2 separate regions of the Sus scrofa genome follow, and region 1 is linked to region 2. A link is a contact called in public Hi-C data. All regions are on one chromosome and are shown on one strand. Each heading gives the region's core, a stretch centred on a gene start, on an enhancer-like site or on the middle of the called end of the contact. The rest is flanking DNA. Distances are from core to core; before and after follow the strand shown.

What was found. A called contact is a pair of places that touch in the nucleus more often than the background predicts.
Region 1: a contact with region 2 is called in a Hi-C map of liver, with 4 times the contacts expected there. The contact joins the promoter of TMEM175 here to the promoter of MYL5 in region 2. A contact is called at or near these places in 1 of 47 Hi-C or Micro-C datasets (liver) and 1 of 2 datasets of contacts at active chromatin or transcription factors (alveolar macrophages).

What each region holds. Positions count from the first base shown.
Region 1 is chr8:293,683-297,485 of Sscrofa11.1, reverse strand. It overlaps TMEM175 (endosomal/lysomomal potassium channel TMEM175), which reads right to left and starts at 1,793. Exons shown (of 11, transcript XM_021100844.1): 1 at 1,232-1,793. GAK (cyclin-G-associated kinase) reads left to right here and starts at 497. Exons shown (of 28, transcript XM_021100831.1): 1 at 497-776. The coding sequence starts at 632.
Region 2 is chr8:114,661-118,479 of Sscrofa11.1, reverse strand. MYL5 (myosin light chain 5) reads right to left here and starts at 2,494. Exons shown (of 7, transcript XM_021100822.1): 1 at 1,461-2,494; 2 at 823-930; 3 at 565-640. The coding sequence starts at 1,463.

The sequences.
Region 1 (3,803 bases), core at 544-3,043, 180 kb before region 2:
GGCGGTGGCTCCATTTCTCCGTTTGGAGGTGAACACGCCAGACAAGAACCTACCGAAAGCGGCCGGCTGCCAAACGCGCCAAGGGGGTCAGGCAAGTGGCAGCGTCTTACCTGGGGGGGGGGGAAGCTCTAGGTGATGGGTCACACACGGGATTCTGGATCCAGTGCTGCCAGAAATGATTTTTCCACAGAAGCGTCAAAACTGAGCTTTTAAAATGATGCTTTTCGGTCTTTTATAGGCAACCAACTCAATAAATAGACGGACGCCGCGGGCCCCCCGGCGCTCGGCTTACACAGACCGGCTCTGCGCGGCCGGGCACCGGGAGCCCCTGGACACCAGCCTCCGCGGAAACCGCCGCGTGCAAACGGTTGGGCGCCGGGCTCCCTCCTCGAGCTCGGCGCCAGAAGCCCGTTACCCGGCCCACCCTCGCGTCCACGCCCAGCTCCGCGCACTCGCAGCCGCCCGGCGCGGCGGAAGTGACGCCCGGCGCTCTTCCGGCCAGCGACGCGCCCCCGCGCCTGCGTGGAGGCGTCGGGCGGAAGCGGTGCGGTCGCGGCCGGCGGTTGCCGAGTGGACCCGGACGCGGCTGTACGCTGAGCCCTCGGTCCGGCGCCCGCCGCGGGCCGCAGCCATGTCGCTGCTGCAGTCTGCGCTCGACTTCCTGGCGGGCCCGGGCTCCCTGGGGGGTGCTGCCGGCCGCGACCAGACTGACTTCGTGGGGCAGACGGTGGAAATGGGCGAGCTGCGGCTGCGAGTGCGGCGGGTCCTGGCGGAGGGTGAGGCGGGGGCCGGGGGCGCGCGGCCCGGGGCGCGGGGCAGGACCAGGCGGGCAGGGGGAGGGTCACGGCTGGCCGGAAGGCGACTGCCGAGGGGGAGGCCCGTGTGGGGTCGGGCACTTCCGTGTCGGAGGCTGGGGTCAGGCTGGGGCAAGGTGGTCGTGGCGGCAGGTGTAGGCTCACCTGAGGCTGGAGGAGAGGCTGTGTCGCTGGGAAGGAGTGGTGGGCCGGCGGGGGTTGGCGCGCGGGGCCTTAGCGGAAAGGAGGCAGGGGGACCCGCAAGACTAAAGGCTGGAGTCCCGAGGCACGCGCTGGGGCCGGGGGGTGGGTTATAAGTCGTCGAGGGCCGCGGTGGGACAGTGGACGTGGGGCTGGTCCTCTCAGGTTTCGGGACCTTAGGCGAGGGTGTTGGGACAGACAGCGCCGCGTCCTGTAGCCGGGGTTCCCCCTCTTACCATAGGAGCGTCTTCTGCCCCGGTCCTCTCTGGGCCCGAGCTGACCCGGCAGTTGGGATCCGTACAGAACCTCGCCGCGGGGCTGGTCAGTCTGTGGTCGGCTGTGTTGCTGCACGCTGTTTCTTGCTTCCTGCACCCCGCCTCCCTTCCTCACACAGAATTTCCCACCAGTGTTGGCGCGGTCCTGTTTCCTTGTCTGCGTTTTTCTGTTTTGTCCAGTGGGGATCACGCGGGCGTGTGAGCTTCCCCTAGCCGTGGCACGGTTGGCTTTGGGGCTGTGTTCCTTGCTTTAGCCTGCGTGAGGGAGTGGCTGCATGGACAGCTGCACATGGCTGTGGTTTCCCTCGGAGCTGTAGCTTCAGCCAGTCACTGCGGACATTCCTGCTGCCATTTGTGCTCAATTTCAGGTGGAACAATGGCTGGCTGTTTCCAAAGGCCTGAGGCGTGTTCTGCCCTTAGCATCCTCACACACATTGGCTCCACTGTCAGGAAGAGAGGAATTTGGAGGGTGATTTGGTGAGAAGATCTCAGGCTCTTCTTCAGAGCTAGTGACGTTCTGAAGTGTGGTATTCTTTCATATCTGGGGTAGAACGAGAGTTGCCCCCAGATCAAATCATTTATTCTGAAAATGCCAGGGAAGTATTTTGATTCTTTAAGAAATTCAGAGTGGAGAGTACGTGATTTCTGCCTTGTGGAACTTTAAATAAGACACATTTTCTGATGAACAAAGGACAGTGCAATGCAGGGGATTCCTCTGGTGGGATAGACGGTGGGCCCAGCTGAGATGGGAGGGGTGAGAATGCACCTCCTGCCAGGGGCAGGGCCAGTGCAGAAGGGGAGGGATGGGAAGTGGGTCACACAGAGAAGGAAGCTCGTGCCTGTGGCATAACACCCAGGATGAAGAACAAGGAAATGGAAGCAGCCACTGTGGTTGTGCAAAGCACCTGCTCCCCTTGTTGTCTAGACACACCAGGAGGTGCAAGGTGCCAGTGAGATTAGGAGCTGTAGATTTCCTCCCCTTGAACTGAACCGGCGGCTTGGCTTCAGTTTCTAAAGCTCGCGAAGCTCCTTTCTGAGCTGGAATGCTAAGAAACCTGTTGTTCCCATCAAGTAGCAACCGTAGAACCTAGACTGGGGGAATTCAGGCTGTCTTGTATAAATATGTGGAAAATCCCAAACCCAAAACCCTTGGGTACCTGTATTGACAATTTCAGAATTCTTCAGGTTCTAGGAAGAGCCTGTGTATTCTCTCTGAGCTGGCACGCCGCCAGGGCAGTTGGGAAAGTGTTGCATAACCAAGTGCATTCGTGTATCTGGAGTTAAGGGAGTGAGTCCTCACGGTGGGATAATTAAGTCTTCAGCTAGCCTCACATCAGTTCGTGTTAGGTGTTGCCCAAAATGACTTTATAATAGATCAAGTTTTGCTCTCAAATGATTTAGGGGAGGGAGTGCCCATTGTTGTTCAGCGGAAATGAATCTGACTAGCATCCATAAGGACACAGGTTCAATCCCTGGCCTCACTCAGTGGGTTAAGGATCCGGTGTTGCTGTGAGCTGTGGTGTCCTTCGCAGCTGCGGCTTGGATCTGGCCTTGCTGTGGCTGTGGTAGGTCGGCAGCTGCAGCTCCTATTCAACCTCTAGCTGGGAACCTCCATATGCTGCAGGTGCAGCCCCCAAAAAAACAAAAAAAAAATTAAGAAAAGATTTAGGGAAAAAACATTGGTTTTCATAGCTTTGACATGTGCACTTGTAGCCTGAAATGGGTTGTTGGGCAGAACTGTGGAGCCAGGTGATCTTTGCAAAATGTACTGTTAATTTTCACTTTAATTTAATTTTGTTTTGTTTTTTCAGGGCTGCACCCATGGCATATGGAAGTTCCCAGGCTAGGGGTCCAATCAGAACTGTAGCTGCCGGCCTGCACCACAGCTACGGCCTCAGCAATGCCAGATCCGGGCTGTGTCTGCCACCTACACCACAGCTCACAGCAACGCCGGATCCTTAACCCACTGAGCAAAGCCAGGGATCGAACCTGCATCCTCATGGATCATAGTTGGGTTTGTTAACCACTGAGCCATGAAGGGAACTCCTTCACTTTAATTTTAAAGCTAGTTATTGGGAGTGCCCACTCTGTCAGAAACACCCAGTCCAAGTGGACTGTAGGATACGTTCTGTGTGGCCTCTTGTCATGGATTCTGCCTGCTGCTGCTGCCTTCTGCTCGCGGGGTGGCTGGGATGGGCTGCTGCTGCTGCTGAGACGTGTCTTTGCCCTGCTGGCGGGCGGTCCACTCTGCAGGGGTGGCTCCACTCTGTGGATGCTGCTGTGAGGTGGGTGATGGTGCATGAGCAGCTCTCGGGAAATGGGTAGGTCTGGAGTCCGTGTGGTCAGAGGTTATGAACTCGAGTCCGCACCCGTTTGCTGGGACATTTGTGTGCACTGTGTGGGACCAGTGGTCTCGGGGAAACTCGATGTGGTTTCTGCTCAAGAATTCGCGTTCCCTCCGGGTCAGCCCTGGCCTGCGAAGCCGTGAGGGCACGCACACCCTACACCAGCTCCCGGGCCCCCAGTTGACAGT
Region 2 (3,819 bases), core at 1,245-3,744:
GAGCCCGCCGCCGGGAACGTCTGTGATCTGCTTACCTGGGCATGAGGGGGCCTGGAGGGAAGGCAAGTCTGTGTGCACCTGCCCTGGTAGAAAGCAGCCTGGCATCCCCAGCTCCAAGGACAGCTGTCCTCAGATGGGGAGTGGAGGGAGGGCCGTGGGCTGGGCTGTGCCACCCCGGAGGGACCAACCTTGGGCTCTTCAGAGGAGCACAAGCAGCCCTCCCTGCTGTCTCTCAGCTCCCTGCCTGGGCCGCCCCACTGTGTCTGGAGGTGGGAGGGCAAGCCTCCCTTTGCAGAGGCATCAGCTCCTCCCTAGAGCCCTGGTCCCACCTCCCTCTCTGGGATGCCCAGGCCTGGGTTGCACTGCCCACCTGGTGGGGCCCTCTGCCCACTCTGATCAAGCTGGAGGGGAATTTCTCCCCAGCAGAGGCCTGGCGCATCTCCTCTTGGCCAGTGGGCAGTCAGATCAGGCTTCGGGGCCAGAGGCAGAGGGAGGCTCTCTGGGATTGGAGGACACTCCTGGGGGGGGGGGGGGCTGAGGCAGAGTTCTCCCCAGGGCACGTACCCAGGGAAGTGTAGGTGTCTTTCAGATCCTCCTTGTCAATGAAGCCATCTCGGTTCTGATCCATTAGTGTGAATGCCTGGAACCAAGGCCAGGGTCACTGGGCTGTCGGCCCGGCTGCACTGAATGAGGACAGGTGCCCCCGCATTGGCTCTGGATCCAGAATCATGCAGGGTCTTGTCACCTGCATTATGACTCCCAGGGGTCCCCTTGGGCAGGAGCTTCAGGGTGGAGGGTTCCTGGTCCCGAGTAGAACCTCACCTCCTTGAACTCCTGGATCTGGGTCTGCTCAAAGTTGGAGAAGACATTGGATGACGCCCTCTGGGCCCGCAGGGCACCCCCTTCCTTCTTCTTGGTCTTCCTGCTGGCCTGAGATGAGAACGCCAAGGCTGAGGGCCCCCCCAGCCTGCCTGAGGGTCTCCTCGGGGGCACCCAGGCATTTGGGAAACAATGCAGAGGTAAAGTGGATGGAGGCACTTGGGGCTCCAGGGGGCTCCCAAGCCCAGGTCTCTGGGCTGGAGCAGCTGCAAATGCTTGGCATGGTCAGAGGACTCCTTGAGGAGCACTGTGCCCCGGGTTCATCCTGAACTATGTCCTGCTCTTTCTGCCATCCAGCAAGGAGGACCAGGAGCAAACGAACCACGCAGATGGCCAGCGAGTGGATAGGCTCGTTCTGAGAGTCCCACTGGGGCGAAGCCCAGGACTCCCATCTCCCAGCCCCAGCTGTCACCAAGGCTGTCAAAGGGTGTAGATCTGCTCCCACCCTCAGCACATGCATACTCTCATATATGTGCACAAAGTCAACACACTCAGACAAAACTCACGCATGTGAGGTGCCCACAGCCACGCATGCACATCATGTACAAACACACACACAAGTGTGCACACAGCACACTCACCATGCCTGGATCTGCCTGGTGGGATGGTCTGTGCCCTCCGTGCCCATGACACCTGTCTTAAGCTCCTACCCAGTCCCCCAGGACAGCTCAGACTCCAGCCACCACTCCCTACAAGGGCAGGATCAAGGCTCCCCCAGGGACAACTGCAGAGTGAGCTTCGACAGCCAGCAGTGAGTCAGCTGCCCCATCCTTCCCCGCCCAACAGGCCCCCAGCCTCGAAGGCATTTCCTCACCTGCCCCTCACCCTGGAGCCTTTGCTCTTGTAGATTCTGTGCATCGCCAGGGCCACCTGCATGTGGGCCAATGGCCTGAAGCTGCAGAAGCCAGAGGAAGGGACAAGGTCCCCAGGTTTGCTGTGAAAGGCCCTGGTGGCCAGTTACCAAGTGTTCTCCAGGCATGTTCTGTGTGCCCTCACCTTCCGCCTTGGTGGCAGAGATGTCCCAAGCCCTGACTCCAGCCCTGGGGCCACTCTTCCTGTCCCCTGGCAGGGAGCTCCTCGCCAGGCACTCCGTGGGGGATAACATTTCTGGGAGGAGGATGTTCCTTGGTGGTGGGGTGCAGAGCCTGGCGGGAAAGACGGGGGCCTGCAGGCCGAGCAGGAGGAGGAGGCAGTCGGGAGGCCCCAGTCTCACACCTGGAAAACAAGGTTCCCAGAGCCAGGTCTGGATGGGGTTGGGACGAGCGGCAATCTCTGATTGGTGGTCCCCAGGGTCACATCTCTGGACCACATGGCACCTGCTGCAGCTGGAAGATGAGGGCCCACACCTTCTATCTCCTGGTGCCCCTGAGGTGCTGCCATACGTGATCCCCAGGGCAGCTCGCCATTTGAGAAGCCTGGCCAGGAGTGTACGACCTGCCTGGAGGGACCTGGGAGTTCCCCAGGGACTCTGCCTGGAGAACCCCTGAAGGGCGAATGTGTGACAGAGACGGGGGTGGCCTGATCCTGGGCTGCACAGGCACCCCCACCGCTTCCAGCCAGGCAGGTCTGGACTGACCTTGGCTGGGCTGCAGGAGTGGGGAGTGCCACATCGAGTGGGGAAGGCCTGTGGGGTCTGTGTCCAGGAGACCTTGATTCGGGGACAGCCAGAAGAGGCTAGCTGAGCCCCTGGGGAGGCTTCCTGGGGCTGGCCTGGGGCTGAACACAGCACTAAAGATAGCCATGGAGCCTGGCTCCTAGGAGAATATCGGGATTCAGTATGGACAGCTGGCCCTGACAGGTGCAGGGGTGTCAGCAGGAGGGCCCTGGGTTCAGAGCCAGGTTGGACCCCCCCCCCGCCACGGTGTCTCCAGGAAGCCCCCTGGGCCAACATGGGCCTCCCCCTTCAGGGGGCTTTCCTGGGCAGTTCGGTGTGAGTTCCTGTGCCTGTGTGTGTCTCCCACTGGTCACCAACCTCCCAACCCCCTGCTGTGGAAGCTACTGGTATGCGACCCCCCCACCAACACTCTGGCCCCACCTTCAGCCCCAGAGACACTTATTTTTGATTCTGGAAACAGGAATTGCTGAGGAGTAGGTTTATTTTAAAATCCAGGGAAGGGAAGACACATTTGTCACTTGAGGTCATCTGCTCAACCCCTCAAGGGCAAGACTGGCATGCACGGGCTGGGGGTGTGGTGGTGGTGCTTAGCCTTGCCACATGACTGGCATGTTGGTAGTGGAGGCGTTTTGCTTTGTGCCCTGTGGGGTCAGCCTGTGCTTACAGCTTTTTCAGGGATCAATGAGTGTGAGTGTGCGTGTGCGTGTGCGTGTGTGTGTCGGGGGGGGGGGGGGCTGTTCATGAGGGCTTCTGCTCACCCCAGGCTCTGAAGAGGCCACCAGATGTCAGCCGGTGTCAGCCAGGAGTCTTCAGAGGGTTCAGAAAAGGGCCCAGCTGCCCTGTAGAGTCTGCCACAGTGTTCCCACTCCCAGTCTAGTTGATTTTCTCCTTTCTGGGTTGGGAGGCCCGGAGCCAGGACTCCCAGGAAGTGGGGAGGGAGGAGCCTCTGTCAGGCCCCTGGAGGCTGACCCAGGAATTCCTCGGTGCAGATTTACTGAACACCTGCTACACGCCCTGGGGTTTTCATCCCTGCATGCTATTCTCTTTACAATCATAGTTTCTCTTTGGAAAAAGTCCCCCCCCTGCAGTGCAGCCAGGACTCTTATGACCCCCTCCCCAAGCCCTGGCTCTCAAAGAGCACTTATGCCTGGAGCAGCACAGGGCCCAGGAGACGGGTGGTCCTCTCACCAGAGCCTCAGCCCCATTGCCATGGCAACTATGCCATTGTCAGCACAGGAGGCTCAGTTGGGAGGCTCTGTGGCCACCACTGCCTCTCTCTGGGGAGCGCCTCTGCACACCTGGACTGGCCAAGCTGTGTCTTCCCT